Regions from separate parts of the Mus musculus genome. Here all the other regions are linked to region 1. A link is a contact called in public HiChIP or PLAC-seq and promoter capture Hi-C data. All regions are on one chromosome and are shown on one strand. Each heading gives the region's core, a stretch centred on a gene start, on an enhancer-like site or on the middle of the called end of the contact. The rest is flanking DNA. Distances are from core to core; before and after follow the strand shown.

What was found. Promoter capture Hi-C pulls out the DNA fragments that hold promoters and counts their contacts. HiChIP or PLAC-seq counts read pairs in DNA pulled down with a chosen protein or histone mark.
Region 2: a contact with region 1 is called in a promoter capture Hi-C map of pre-B cells. The contact joins the enhancer-like site here to the promoter of Glcci1 in region 1. A contact is called at or near these places in 10 of 39 promoter capture datasets (the 3T3-L1 cell line, 3T3-L1-derived adipocytes, the C10 cell line and 5 more), 3 of 484 Hi-C or Micro-C datasets (the HPC-7 cell line, LSK cells and adipose-derived mesenchymal stem cells) and 1 of 115 datasets of contacts at active chromatin or transcription factors (craniofacial prominence).
Region 3: a promoter capture Hi-C map of pre-B cells shows a contact between it and region 1. The contact joins the enhancer-like site here to the promoter of Glcci1 in region 1. A contact is called at or near these places in 5 of 39 promoter capture datasets (3T3-L1-derived adipocytes, the C10 cell line, the HPC-7 cell line and 2 more), 1 of 484 Hi-C or Micro-C datasets (the HPC-7 cell line) and 2 of 115 datasets of contacts at active chromatin or transcription factors (craniofacial prominence and double positive thymocytes).
Region 4: a contact with region 1 is called in an HNF4G HiChIP or PLAC-seq map of pancreatic cancer cells. The contact joins the enhancer-like site here to the promoter of Glcci1 in region 1. A contact is called at or near these places in 5 of 39 promoter capture datasets (the 3T3-L1 cell line, the C10 cell line, the HPC-7 cell line and 2 more), 1 of 115 datasets of contacts at active chromatin or transcription factors (pancreatic cancer cells) and 1 of 9 other capture datasets (liver).
Region 5: a promoter capture Hi-C map of hippocampal neurons shows a contact between it and region 1, with 2.4 times the contacts expected there. The contact joins the enhancer-like site here to the promoter of Glcci1 in region 1. A contact is called at or near these places in 10 of 39 promoter capture datasets (the 3T3-L1 cell line, the C10 cell line, the HPC-7 cell line and 6 more), 15 of 484 Hi-C or Micro-C datasets (B cells, CD4 T cells, CD8 T cells and 11 more), 13 of 115 datasets of contacts at active chromatin or transcription factors (the 230-238 cell line, astrocytes, bone marrow-derived macrophages and 9 more) and 3 of 9 other capture datasets (adipose tissue, liver and pancreatic islet).

Annotation. Positions count from the first base shown.
Region 1 is chr6:8,508,124-8,510,983 of GRCm38.p6, reverse strand. Glcci1 (glucocorticoid induced transcript 1) reads right to left here and starts at 1,384. Exons shown (of 8, transcript NM_133236.3): 1 at 665-1,384. The coding sequence starts at 1,097. A430035B10Rik (RIKEN cDNA A430035B10 gene) reads left to right here and starts at 1,823. Exons shown (of 2, transcript NR_040452.1): 1 at 1,823-2,005; 2 at 2,173-2,860.
Region 2 is chr6:8,061,757-8,064,616 of GRCm38.p6, reverse strand. It overlaps Col28a1 (collagen, type XXVIII, alpha 1), which reads left to right. Exons shown (of 35, transcript NM_001037865.1): 26 at 2,327-2,395. Among named protein-coding and RNA genes, the nearest start is that of Gm35384, 63 kb to the right of the region's middle. Within about 2 kb of position 1,361, at least 8 of the 459 cell types and tissues checked have an H3K27ac peak or open chromatin away from gene starts, as enhancers often do. A contact at or near this core is called in pre-B cells, where this site is marked.
Region 3 is chr6:8,085,638-8,088,497 of GRCm38.p6, reverse strand. It overlaps Col28a1 (collagen, type XXVIII, alpha 1), which reads left to right. Exons shown (of 35, transcript NM_001037865.1): 19 at 1,495-1,566; 20 at 2,323-2,391. Among named protein-coding and RNA genes, the nearest start is that of Gm35384, 87 kb to the right of the region's middle. Within about 2 kb of position 1,382, at least 4 of the 459 cell types and tissues checked have an H3K27ac peak or open chromatin away from gene starts, as enhancers often do. A contact at or near this core is called in pre-B cells, where this site is marked.
Region 4 is chr6:8,801,564-8,804,423 of GRCm38.p6, reverse strand. No RefSeq gene overlaps it. Among named protein-coding and RNA genes, the nearest start is that of Gm38765, 3.3 kb to the left of the region's middle. Within about 2 kb of position 1,458, at least 18 of the 459 cell types and tissues checked have an H3K27ac peak or open chromatin away from gene starts, as enhancers often do. A contact at or near this core is called in pancreatic cancer cells, where this site is marked.
Region 5 is chr6:8,226,346-8,229,205 of GRCm38.p6, reverse strand. It overlaps Mios (meiosis regulator for oocyte development), which reads right to left. Exons shown (of 12, transcript NM_145374.2): 7 at 2,297-2,362; 8 at 1,079-1,237. Among named protein-coding and RNA genes, the nearest start is that of Mios, 19 kb to the right of the region's middle. Within about 2 kb of position 1,520, at least 7 of the 459 cell types and tissues checked have an H3K27ac peak or open chromatin away from gene starts, as enhancers often do. A contact at or near this core is called in hippocampal neurons, where this site is marked.

The DNA of each region.
Region 1 (2,860 bases), core at 135-2,634:
AGCTGAACTGCTAAGTATACTTAAAGATGCAAGGAAAAAGTGAACACACTCCACAAACAGGCTTTAAGAAATTCACCACGAAAACCACCATTCCGGCATAAGCCATTTGTAGTGCAGTAGTGATCTAATACATGACTATATAAAGTAGAGGAGAGGATGGATAAACAGCATACACTTTAAACTGCCTCCCCTACACATGCAAAGGATATTCTAACAACCTAACTACCGCCATCAAGTCTCCAAAACACAAACATACTCCAGACAAGAACTTTGTGGGAAAGCACAAAGGCTGCAGAGATTACCACTACCACCTTATGCCCCGCTAGAGAGTTTGTGTGCGTGTTTAAGGGTTTCACACGGCTCCTCCTTGCCCGGCTCCAAACACAGAAAGCTAATAAGCTATTAAACCGAAACACTTTTCTTTTGCAGGCGAGGGATGCAAGATAAAATCTGAGTGGCGGTGTGAGGGTCGGATAAAAGTTGATTTCCAGGTCGCTCCTCCAAGCCCTGCAGCGACCTCAGGGTGGGGGGTGAGATTCCCAAAGCCACTTTCACACCTTCGGTAATGCACTAGCAAACAGAAGCCCGGAGAGGCTGAAGTTTTCCACGCAGGGCACCGTCGGGGAGACGCAGCCCGGGAGGACGGGAGGGTTGGGCTCGCTACCTCTGCACACGGGCGAGCCGGGACTCCGTCTCTCAGGTGAGCTGCTCCTCCGCCGGCTCTCGGGGGACCGTCTCGGGCGGCCCTTGGCGCGAGGCGCCTGCTCGGCTGGGGCAGCGGCCGGCGGTGGAGTCGGGCTGGACGGGCTGGGGCCGCGGGCCCCTCCGGGCCCGGAGAGACTGCCGAGCGCGGCGGCGGCGGTGGCGGCGGCGGCGGCCGGGCGCGTGGGGCTGTGCTGGCTGCCCCGCAGGAGCTGGTAGGGCACCGTGGCGCGGATGGGCTGCAGCAGCCGACCGGCTCCCGCAGCCGGTGCGCAGCTCCCGGCCGGCCCCGTCCCGCTCCCGGCAGCGGCGGGCGGGGAGCCCGCGGTGCTGCGCCGCATCCTCTGCGGCGCGGAGTGAGGGGTCTGAGAGGAACTGGAGGACGCAGTGGACATGGTGGCTCCGCGGGCGGGCGGGCGGGCGGGCGCGCGAGCGAGCGTGTGGGAGCCGGCGCCGCGGTGCGTGCGATGTGTACGGGGGAGGGGCGGGGAGGGGCGGAGCCGCGGGGCTCCCCTTCCGACGCGCACCCCGCCGCCGAGGGGGAGGGGACGCCGCGACGGCCAACGTCCAACGGCTCAACCGCCCCGCGGCGCTCTGCGGGGCGCTCACGGCAGAGCCCGCGTCGAGCCCATGGCCGCCGCCGCCGCCGCCCCGGGCATCGCGCTGACAGGGCACTCGCCCGCTTCCCGCGGCTGCTCAGCCCTCGCGGGGGGTCGCCCGCGCGACACGACTCGGCGACCACGGGCAGCGCCGGGACTTTAGCCTCGGAGGAGAGAAAGGGGCCTCGAGGCGCCTCGCGCTGCGCGTAACCCGCGCCACCGCAAACGCCGCCGCCGCTGCCGCCGCCACCTCGACCCGCTTCTCACTCGGAATGGCAACTAATCCTGTGTCGGCGCCCCGCCTCCGGCCCCGCCTCTGGGCGTTCCGGACCCGGCTCCTGCGGCTGCGAGCGCTGTGATTGGCAGCGCCACCCTACTCCGGGATGCCAAGGAATGGTTGTATTGTCGGAGTGAGAGGAGACTCGGCCAATTACAGTACCACGTTTCCGCTCTGGGGGCGGAGCATGGAAGTGGATGAGAGAGGCGGGCCTCGCGCGGAGGGAGGGACTTAAGAGTTGACAGGCTTTGAGGTGAGGGTCAGGTTAGAAAAGTGGGTCCATACGTGCCCTGCGCGGACTCCGACGCCCAAAGACACGCGCGCGCTGCGATAAGCAAGTTACAAGGATTCCACCCTCCAGTGCTCTCTACAACCTGGGGCTGAGGACGCTGAAGCCAAACTAATTTTGCAAATACACCTGCATCCGGTGAGATGTTTTAGTTAAAGCTGAGTGAAGGATCCTTAACCCTTTTAATCTTAGAAATGTCTTTAAGTGTCCTAGTCGCCTTGTGAATCAAAACAACTTCAGGATTAGTGTATGGATGCTACATTGAACAAAATGCACCTGCCATTACAACCTGTTTGTCGTTACAGGGTAGGGTGGAGAACATCACATTCTGAATTGTACACGTCAACAAGAAAATTTACAGCATCGCATCATCAGATTTATTAATGGAGAGCACCTAGTTTACTACCCCGGAGCTGATGGTCTCTTGGGAGAAAGACCAGGCATAATGTAACAATTCATTGTGGTCATTTCCTCTGTGTGATGGCACTGGGGGTTATTCTTCTGCAAGGAAAATGAGAAGTACGAAGATTTTAGATGGGCATAAGAAAGTATATAAAACCCTAATCAGGAATAGTTAAAGCTCTACATCAGATACCTCCTATTAATTCACATGAGATAAACAAAAACATAAGATTTTACAAAATAAAGAAGTGGCGTGTCAGATTGGCGTCTGCCTGGTGTCTGCCCACACTGGCAAGCTTCCTGATTCCAGGCACTAAATGATCAGTTTCACTCAGAGGAGCCACCTTTCTCTGCTTCCCTGTGTGGTCAGACAGAAATTAAATGAAATTAAATGAAAATTTTTAAAAAAATAAGAAAAAATAAGAAGCACAGTAAATTGTTGTTTAGAAAAAATATTGATGATGCCTAATCAAAATACAAAAAATAGCATCTAGTACTATATCCTACTATATTAGTCATAGTTCTATGCTTTATCACATATAAAAATAATAGCTAATGTTTACTAAACATTCACCACGTGCTAGCCACTGT
Region 2 (2,860 bases), core at 112-2,611, 450 kb after region 1:
GTGCTGACAGTCAGTAGGAGGGAGGTGTTCGAGGGGCAATTAGTGTCTGGAGCTTCAAAGGTATACAAGTACTAGATGGAGCTATGTTGTGTGGACTTCTTCTGAGGAAACTTGAACAAATGTCTACACATCCCAGGTGGAGCATGATGGGAGAAGTAAAAAAATGACTCCACTCAAGTGCAGTTTGGACACCAATGGGTTTAATAGGATCAAACTTACAGGAGCGTGAATGAAGAGTCATCTGCAGGAACTTGGGCAACTTGGGCTTGGGCTGTACTGAGAAAAAAAATACCTCTCTCCTAACAGCCATGTCTATAAATCCTTGGGTAAGATGAGGAGAATTGAGCCAGTAAAAAAGTGAGCTGTAAAGTTATCCAGATTATTTTAATTATATTAGCATTTTATAAAGACAAAGATCTTGAGACATACAAGTCCAAAGCCTGATTCTGAATCTTCTTTTAAAAAGAAAACTTTAAGCAATTAAATTATATAATTATATGCACCATATGTTTGCCTGGTGCCTCCAAAAGGCCAGAAGGGGGTGTGAGATGCCTTGGAACAGAAGTTACAGACAGGAGTGAGCTGCTACATGGATGCTGGCAACTAAACCTGGGTCCTCTGAAGAGCCAACTAATATCTTAACTGCTGAACCATCTTTCTGGCCCCTCCATTTGGCATTTGGGTATCCAGTGATTGATTGATTTGTTTGTTTGTTTGTTTGTTTGTTTGTTTATTTTTCATAACAGGGTTTCTCTTTATAGCCCTGGCTGTCCTGGAACTCACTCTGTAGACCAGGCTGGCCTCGAACTCAGAAATCCTTCTGCCTCTGCTTCCCAAGTGCTGGGATTAAAGGCATGTGCCACCACTGCCTGGCTCCAGTGATATTTTACCAGTTTACCAAGTAGTACAGCTGTCTTCACAGATCAATTTTTGAACATTTCCTTACCTCTATAGGATCCTCCATGCTTATTTATAATCAATTCATCTCTGTAATCCTAGCCTCTGGCAACTACTCATCTATTTATCTTTCTATAGATTTATTTTCTTCTGAGCATTCCATCAGTGGAATTCTCCACCATGCCAGTGTCTGTCAAGAAGAGCAATGTTTTTGAAGTACATCCATATTATAGCATGAACCTGCAGTTTGTTTCTCACAGGATTTTGTCTATTCCTCCTCCAGACCATGGACATTGGGCTCTTTCTGGTTTTGAGCTATTATGAATACTTCTGCTGAGGAGATTCATGAGTGGGACTTTGGGTGTTACTTGATCTTATTTTCATCACATGTATGCTTGGCAATAACATCAGGTCAGGTGGTAAACACATGTTGGGTGTTAGGAGAAACTGCTGAGCTGTTTGCCCAAGAGGCTGTCCTAGCTCCTCAGGGTTACTGCTTTTTCAGTGTGCTAAGCCCAACCTCTTCTTAGAGGCTGTGCAGCCTTGGAAAGCTTTGTTTCCTCTTTAATTAAAGCAGGTGTGTAGTGAACTGACATTTACAGAGTGTGCACCCCGTGGGAGGCCTTATGGATCACTCTCTCATTTCATTCCCTATCTCTGTGAAGTGTAGATGTTAATTTCCACCTATCTGGTGAGTTTACTGAAGTTCAGAAAATCAGGTAAGCAAGTCACCATGGTAACTAGAAGATTGTTGTGGGTATTAAATGATGTCAACTCTCAACAATCCTAACATTAACCTGGCATAGTCCTAACATATCCTAACATTAAATTGAAGGATAAGGAGGGTTTTATTTCTGTCTTTAACCCTGCCATCTCGGAAAGGTATAGCTCCAGGACTCAACCTGCCTTAAAGTGTCACACCTTGGAGAAACAGAAAGATCCCTGTGCTCATAATCACCCTGTGGTCCAAATAACAGAGTCAACCCCCAAGTCAAATAGCACAGTTTTAGTTACTGCAATAACAGGAGTAGCTCATTCAGGATGTGGGCATAGCTCTTTCTGGCCACTTTTTATCGTTATATTTCCTTTCCTCCTCTGTTCAAAAACACAGTAATTACTTTTTCAAACTTCAGAGAAGCAAGCTCTGACAGAAGCACACATGAATGCTGCCAGGAAGTTAATTAACTAGATTGATTTGAAATGGAACCTTTATCAGGAAAGAGTGCGTTACTGCCGAGAAGAAAGTAAAGAGAGCACATAATGTTGAAATGGTAAAATGACTGGGTGAAAAGGCTCAGTGAATATCTAGTAAAATCCAAGGGATTTAAAAGTTTGTATCTATTCTTTGAAAGTGTATATTCAACATGAAAAGTTATATACTGTAAGACTTTTGTCAATTGGTAACTTGTCATTCATTATGTCTTTTCAGGGAGAACCAGGAGTCAGAGGCCCTCCAGGTCCCTCTGGGCCTCGGGGAATAGGAACCCAAGGACCAAAGGTGAGCCATCAGGTCTCTGATGTGAGTGAGCACCAGGTGTCAGTTGGGACATCCCTAACTGGAAAAGTCTGAACAAGAAATTCTCCAAATCTAGAAACTTTTAATCACAGCATGACCACGTGTGACACGTCCATAGCTGATTCTTTGCAGGGAGCGACAGTCAAATCTAAAGGCACTTGGGTTTCTGTAAAAGGTGCATGTGAAATATAAATACATTCTGTGTTTGAATAGATGGGCTGTCTCCAGAGGAAGCCACTATACACAAACAAGTATTCCAAAATGTATAAATTTCAATTCTGAAATACTTGTCTTCCCAAGCATGGCTGAGATGGGAGAGCGACTTCATATGAAACCCGCATTTGTTGTTGACTTAGTTTTTCCTGGAATATTGATGAAATCTTTTTTCATGTCATGTGATATGCTGTGTCTTTAAAACATTTGCTTCCCTTGAGACATCTGAAAGTC
Region 3 (2,860 bases), core at 133-2,632, 420 kb after region 1:
GTCTCTGGACAACTGTTTTCCCTTTTCTTGAATACACATCTAGGAATGAATTGGATAGCTTAAATCAAAATGGGTAGATTTTTGTCTCCTCTGTTTTGTGTTGTGTTTTGAAAGCTTTGTGTAAATTAGAGACCCTGTTCTCCAAAGACTTCAAAGATTAGTGGGGCTTGGCTCGAGAGCCAACGAGAGCCTTGCTACCTGGGGGAGAATCTAGAGCAGTGGTTCTCAACCTTCCTGACGCTGTGACCCTTTAAGACACCCTCAAGGTGTGCTGACCCCAACCATAAAACTATTTTGTTGCTATTCCATAGCTGTCACTTTGCGACCGTTATGTATTGTGATTAAGTATCTGATATGCAGGATGTCTGATATGCAGGATGTCTGATATGCAGGATGTCTGATATGCAGGATGTCTGATATGCAGGATGTCTGATATGCAGGATGCCCTACAGGTTGAGAACCATTGATCTAGAGGCTTTCAATCACTAGATCTGTTCCCTAATGGCATTGCTACATTAGGCTTAACGTTTTAATTGTAGAAGTTAGGCCCTGGTTCTTCCTCCCAGCCCCATGCTCCCAGAAAGAAGACTTTGACTCAAAATATATTTACAAATACCTTGGCCATATAGCCAGGTTCTTCTCTGACTAGATCAAAACTAAGATAACCCATTTATCCTAGTCTACATTCTGCCATGTGGCTTGTTACTGTGCTCAGGTACCATGTGTCTGGCTCATTAAATCTTCCTGGCAAATCTCTCCCCGGGCCTATCCCAGAAATCTTTCTCCTCTCGGATATACCACCTTCTATTTTCTGACTAAGTCACAGGCCATATAGGCTTTTTAATTGACAGGTAATGCATCCGTACAATGAACAAGATATTCTCTCTACACTTCCCCTTTTTAATCCAACAAAAGGATCTTTTCCTAGAGCAGATGTGACTGTGCCATAGACTTAGCGCCCTGGAAAACCAGAAATCTATTGTCTCAAAATTCTGGAGGCTACAAGACTGAAATCAAGATATCTATAGCCATGCCTTCAACAAACCCTACAGGGACGAATTCTTTCTGGCCTCTTTTTGGCTTTTCATTATGGTTGTCAGTTCTCAGCACTCCTAGGCTTGTGGCTGCTGCCCCTCTTCTGCGTTTGCCTCTGATGTCTCAGAGTTTTCCACTTGTGTGTATAAGGCCATATCATCTTTCCATCATGATTCCAGTCATACTGAGCTAGGACTTATCTTAATAATCTTGTCTTAACTTGATAATATTTATAAACACCCTATTTCCAGCTACATTCAACTCTTCAGGGACATCACAATTCAACCCACAGCAAAAGACTGAAAAGCAGAAGTTAGGCAACTTCCCCAAAGTTGAGAAGTTTTGTTGCTAATCACATTTCTTTGTTCAGAGGTGTTTCTCTCGGATATAGCTAATAACTCAAAATGAGGTACACCTTAAGGACATGTCATTGAAAAAAATATTTTTTTTATCCACCAGGGGGAGCCAGGCACAGTGGGGCTCCCAGGACAGCCTGGAGTCCCAGGGGAAGATGGGGCCTCTGGAAAGAAGGTAATCTTATGTTTTTAAAATATCATCAGTGTCAAAACTGTGGGATCACACTAGCACCGTGGTCCTCGAGGACCTGAGGTTAAATTACCAGGGAACAGTGTCTGTAAGAACAACCTTTCTTTCCCTTTACCCCCAAAAGAGTCCGTTTCCTCCACTGCCCTGGTGGCCCGCGTGCTCTTATTCTAGCTGGTACTTTGGCCTGGGCATTTCCACTTTGTTCCATGGTTCTGGAAATCACATCAGTTTAATCACAAACAAAACTATCTCTTTTCCTCCAAAAGAGTGAGCCTGAGGATGCAGCTGGGAAGCTAAGGCTATTGTAAAGATGTCCTGAACTATTGTAAAGATGTCCTGAACTATTGTAAAGATGTCCTGAACAATTTGGTGTTGACATTTGAAATACTCAGTTTTTAATAAAACTGCTGAAAAATAGCAGATGGTGAGGTGGAAAGACTTTCTTGTTGAAAAAAAAAATTACTAAATGTGAGCGAAGAGCCAAAGGAAAGAGAGCTCAGCTTTGGAAATTGGCAGAGATGGGAACTCTCTGTGGTATTTCTGTTGCTCTGGGTGAAGGGGAGCTTAATGTTAATTTATTTGTTGACAAGTTTCCAATTTAATTCTGAGATGACAACGAAGGTCTGGTGTGTTTTGGGGGGTGGTTCAAGTCAAATTCCCTGGCAATGAGAGGAGACACAAGGTGGGCTCTGCATTTTGTCCTCCACGGACCAACTGAGGCATTGGTCTCCTTCCCTCCAGGGAGAAGCTGGACTTCCAGGAACAAGAGGCCCAGAAGGAATGCCTGGGAAAGGACAGCCCGGCCCCAAGGTATGCAAGTGACAGCAGGAAGCAGCTGTCCCTCTGCTGGTCCCCAGTCAAAAGAGCCGATTTAAGAGAGGTCTGACTTATGGTCTTGCTATGTCAAACATGTTTACATCTTGCTTCAAATCACGAACTCTGTCTTGTGGGCCTTTGGAAGAAGGCAAGTGTATATTATTCATCTTTATTTTCCTACATCCATCTTAAGCTCCAGCATAGAGAAGAACTCAACACATGTTTTCTCAAGGAATGGTCAACAGATATTTAAAGAAAGCATTGGAAAGGAAAAGAAATCACAAGGCACATTGTTACAATTTGAAAGTATGTAAAGTTTATTAAAATATGTATAGGCTTTCACATAATAGTAAGGCATATCACCTCATTAAATGTCAATTGGGTGACAGGGTTTGTAGCTTAGTGAGAGAATGTACAAGGCCATGAAGTACATTCCTAGTATAAAACAAATAAGTAAATAAAG
Region 4 (2,860 bases), core at 209-2,708, 290 kb before region 1:
AATAGCCAGTGTCTCCCAGGCATGGTTACATGAAGAAATCACTTGATTTAGGATATAGATGGATAGGCAGAACGGGAGAGAGAGAGAGAGAGAGAGAGAGAGAGAGAGAGAGAGAGAGAGAGAGAGAGAGAATAGGAGAGAATTTTACTGCCTCTATAGAGATGGAGATTTAATTGTTCTTTAGATAAACTAAATTAGTTAGTTGCTTAGTTAGATAGTAGTTATTTTGAGATAACTTCTCACCATGTAGTACAAGTTGACCTAGGACTCCTGATCCTATCTCACTCTCCTGAGTGCTGGGATTGCAAATGTGGGCCATCATGCATAGACACGTTGCAGAACTTTAAATGCGATTCTGAATGCAAACAAGTTTGTGAGATACTACATTAGCTTCAGGTCACCAAAGTGTTAATTCTGTGGAATTAGATCTCAAAGATTTCACTGTCAAGTCCATGCTTGGGGAATTATATTTGGTATAAAGCTCTAGATAACAATTACTCCAGTTAATATATGCTGAGATTTACAGGACTACGGGTTTGAAAATTCTCCATGAGAATCCTGAGATCATTGTTTGAATTTAGGAGCCGTCTCTAAAAGTTTCCAATAAACAGAGGCCCTCCAAAATATAAGTATTTTACAAGTTTTTAATTGATTTGCTGTGACAGAAGCATTTGTAAAGAATATCAGATTTTGTGGGACAAGAAAAAAGAGAGCAAGGAGCAGTTACAGGGGAGAGCAGGGTAGCAGGGGGTCTGCAAGAGGAATGGGGGGAAAGGGAAATCCACCCAAATACTCATTGTTCAACAAGGCCCTCATGATATCTAATGCCTTCCATGCTCCTTTTAAAAGTAGTGTTAGGACAGAATCAGACCATATGAACACTGGAGTATAACAGTCTGGAATGAAACACTGTGAAGAATTAGTGCAGATGTTACCAAAACAAAGGAAAGGGAATTCACTTGATAACCTGCCTTCAAAGAGTGTTGCTAAATCTAAAACTTCCGTCATTAATTGACAGCAGACTTTTGAGCCAAACATTTGTTAAATGCCAGAATCCAAAGCACTGTGGTGGATATGTTAGTGAACACAAGGTAGATTATAGAATCCTTGGCCTAAATGACTGAAGTGTATATATAAATTTCTTTATTGAAATTTGGGAAGCACTGGAGTAAAGTTTGGCTTAATGTCTCTTTGTTCTTTTTTTTTTTTTTTAATTTTGAAAGTTTTCATTTAGTATAGCTTTGGTAAACATTCTGAGAACTCCAGTAAGTATCTGGGAGAAGCATAGAAGCTGCAGAAATATGGTATTAAGGAGTCGGGTAGAAGTTTCTGGCAGTCGCTAGAAGTTGGAGGACATTTGCAGGAAAGGGTGGCCTTGGCAATTAGAGATGTCAGTCAGTCTGTGTGGATGAGTCAAGAGGGAGGAGGGTGACTGTGGAGGACAGTGAGCAAGAGGGGGCAAGCAGAAAGCAGTGTTGCAAGGCTCATAAAGCAGCTAAGGGGACTGATAAAGGTTTGGAATGTCTTGATTAGGTCGTTGGTTTTGATGTAAGCTATGGAAAACTTTAAAAGTGGGACAGAAGCCAATCAAAATACTATGTAATTAACTTCATTCTTGAATAACTCCAAGACATTGCTCTGTCTTCCACATACCCTGCCCCCCATCCCACCATGACTCATCAGAATATGACTCAAAATACATAATTTGGATGGAAAAAAGGCTTTAAATTCTAGATAAGAAACAGTGGAGAGGGAAAGAAACTGAAAAAATGGAAGGGAAATGCACAGAAGAGCTGAGCAACATAAACACAATTGTAGTTTCTTAGAATGAGTTATTACAGAACTTATTCCAAGGACTAGAGCGCTTTGGTTTGCTTTGTTATGAGACAGGGTCACATGTACCCAGGCTAGCCTTAAACTCTCTATGTAGTCAAAGATAACCTTGAATTCTTAACTCACCTGCCTACACTTCTCCAGTGATTGCCGGCATGCGCCACCATGTCCAGTTTATGCAGTACCAGAGATTGACCCAGGCCTTATGCATGCTTCTGACTGAGACTGTAAGTGTTAAAATGAAACTTACTCTGCACTGGGACAATAGGAAAGGTATAATGATGGCCAGATTCCACCCATCAGAGGCTCTGATATATGAAAGTATAAATTCATTTGAAAGAAGGGAATTTAAACTGACTTTGCCTCTTGAAGACAGCTGATGAGGGAAGCAGTTCCCTTGGGTCAGTACTCACAGGTTAGGCTCTATCTGAAGTTGGCAGAAGTTCGAAGTGTTGCCCATGTAGTAAAAATTTTGCACCCATGAACAATGAAAGATTCAATAGATTGTGGAGTCTTGGACCATGGTCCGAGAGAGCTTATGAGGCCAGTAACTGTGTATCAGGGTCTGAGTCCCTATGAGGAGGCCAGGAGATGCCACTGAACGAAGTTCTACAGATGAAATTTAAGTGCAGAGACTTGAGTGTGCTAGAGACAATATATGATCATGAACTATCCTGAAGAAAGCTGTGTGCATTGAGTGGTACCTGATCAATAGAGAAGTTATGTTTGCTACAGGCAGCAGAACTGCCTATGCTCTTTGTAGGCCAAATGACACCATCATGAACCTCAAAGGCCACACATAGAGTTGTAATATTTGGTATTTGCCCTGCTGTGCTTAGTCTTACTTTTGTCTGATAAATATTTGCTATGATCTCATCCTTCTCTTTCAGAATGGTAATGTTTATTCGGTAGCATCATATATTGGAAGTATGCAATCTGTTATTGATTTTATAGATAATCACAGTTAAGAAACTGCCTATAGTCTCAGCTAAGACTTGTCCTTCAGGTTTTTAAATAGTGTTGCAAT
Region 5 (2,860 bases), core at 271-2,770, 280 kb after region 1:
AAGGGTACAGCTAAACACCAATAAAGAAGTAAGGTGAAATATAAAGAACTAGGGTGAAATACAAAAACTGATACAAAATACAGCAGGGCAACAAAGGAACAAAAGCAAAGAGGACAAACAAAATGAAACCAGCACAATGGCACAGTTAACCTTGGCCACATGGAAAGACAAAGCATCCCAACTAAAATGAAATGATTATCTGACTAGACTTCTTAAAAGGTCACTCACTTTACATACTGTCTGCATTTTAACAATATTTCACAAAGAGTGCTCTCTGTAGACATATATCAGCATTTAATTTAAAAGACAAAAAACTCATTCCAGTGAGAAAACTGTGTGGAGGAAAACCTTTCTCACAAGTGGTGGCTTGGTACCTTAGATAAGCAGACTGCATTTTGAGCGAGCATTACATAAGTTCACAGGAAAGCACACAGAGAGGGGGTGGCAAACATATTTCAATTTGTTCACCAACGTAAAGCAAGCTTTCATACAAAAGGACGAAGGCACCAAGGAGAGAGGTGCTCATAACAAGAAAGGTAAGACCAGCTGGACAGCAACACAGTGGATGGAGTTATGTTTCTCACACAAAATTCAAGTATTAAGTAATCTTTCCCTGGAATCTGGTTTAGCCACTGGACAGTTAAGGCAATGAAAAAATGTTGATGAATTAAATTACTCTGCGGGTAATAAGATGGCTACTGGGGAGTAAAAGAACTCAAGTGTAACTTAACGTCTCGCCTTCGATTCAAATGCTACCAAACCACTGTTCAGGTCAGGGGAGAGAGTCCTTGATGAAAGGTGAGGGAGACTCTGATCTGAGGCCTTCAAGAGAAGCGTCTCTGCTTCCATCTGAGCTGTACATGAACTCAGACCCAGTCAACACAGCTAGTTCTGACTAAAGGGAAAACCTGGAGAAGCAAATGACGTGATTAGGGCCAGTAAGATGAAACACACATCCTCAACAGAACAATGGAGAAGCTGCAAACAAAAACCCATATGCAGGGAACAGAGCACATGCACTTTAGCTGAGGAAATATGGAACATGTAGAGTGTGGCGCCAGTGTCACACTGCACTAACCTGTAACATGCAGTAACTTGCTGTTTGAACATCTCCAGTTCTATCCACATAGCTCTCCATCAGGTCCACTCCATCTTTAGTGAGGCCTGTAAGCAAGATCCCCTCCAAATTTCCAGCCTCTTTCATTTCATTGGTCAGCTTTTCAATGTATTTATTTAACTGAAAAATTCAAAGTGAGTTTTTCGATACAATCTGTTTCACTACATATTTTATAACTGAGAATTACTATATTTTGAACATTTTTATTCTTGATGAAAAACATTTTAAGTCAAAATCCCTTGCCAAAATCTAAATATGTACTGAGGAGTCTATATCAATTTCAAGTTTCAATACATTATCTACCCACAATCAATTTTTTTTTGTGTGGCATGTGTGCGAGGGCATGTGTGGAGACCAGAGATTGACAACAGATGTCTTTCTCAACAGCTTTCCAAGTTATATTTTGATACAGGGCTCTCACTGAAGCTGAGCTCAGTGTTTTGCTAGTATGAGAGAGCAGTGAGTCCCGGGGACCCTCCTGCTTCTGCCACCCAGCCTGGGATTACAAGTATCTGCTGCTGCACTCAGGTTTTTCCACGGGCTCCAGGGGATTCAATTCAGGTCCCTGAGCTTCCAAAGTGAGTATTTAACGACTGTGCTATCTATCTCCCTAGTTCCCACAATCATTTAAAAAAAAAGTAAGACATTTCTTTCCTATGTTTACAGATAGCTAGATCTACGAAAAGTGTCCTCTTTTCAGCAAGTGCTTGACGATCATGGTAGTATAACAGTATCACAGAATTAGAGCTCTATGTTCATAATCATCAATAAAAACTATTTCCTTTCCATTTCATTCTGTGCAAACTGCAGCCAACATCCTTCCCATTCCCCTACCATCTGTCCCGACTACAGCACTGCTACATCTCTGTGCACTTCCTCCTCCCCACCATCAGAGCAGCAGCTCAGTGTTTACAGCACTGTGTGTGTTACTAAAGCCTGAGTTTAAAACTTGTATCTGCTAAGTTCTTCAAAATGCAAAAATAAACTAAAACATCAACTCAATATTCTAAAACAAATTTAGTTATTATATGCATATTTATAATTTCAATGTAATAACTGCCTTCTTAGATTTTATATAAAAATCTCATAGGCATGTAATTACATGTAAAGATTAATTTCTTAAGAATAATTCATAGTAAACATTAATCACCTCAAATACAGATTTGAATCAGTTCTCACCTGAGCATCACCAAGGAATTTACAAGCGAATGCCACTCTGTCACGTACAGCAACTTTGTTTTCATACTGGGGGGGAAAATTATACACGCCATTTATTTATAAGTTTATTTTGAAATGTGTTCCAAAGGTACTGTTCAGATGCTAGAAGAGTCATCAATTGCTAAAGACGCCTCGGAAGGCCACTGTCCTTAACAGTGAAGCTTTGTCCTTCAAATGCAGACAGACCTAGCTAATTCAGTTAGATAGACATAAAAACGCAGGCCATTCTCCTGTAACACCAATAAACTATAAAGAGATGGCACATAATCTTTCTCTCAAAGCAACTGATTTTGGAGAAACAGCTACATAAAATTAATCACCACATCTAGAAAACTCTATGAACTGGGTATACCAGTACAGATTAAAACTATTAATAACTTGGGGCAGCAGCAATGATTCTATGGTTAAGAACAACTCCAGAGGATCCAGGTTCAATTCCCCAGCATCGACATGGTGGCTCACAAGCACCTGTAACTCCAGTTCCCAGGGATCCAATGCTTACCTCTGGCTGGTCTCCTTAGACAA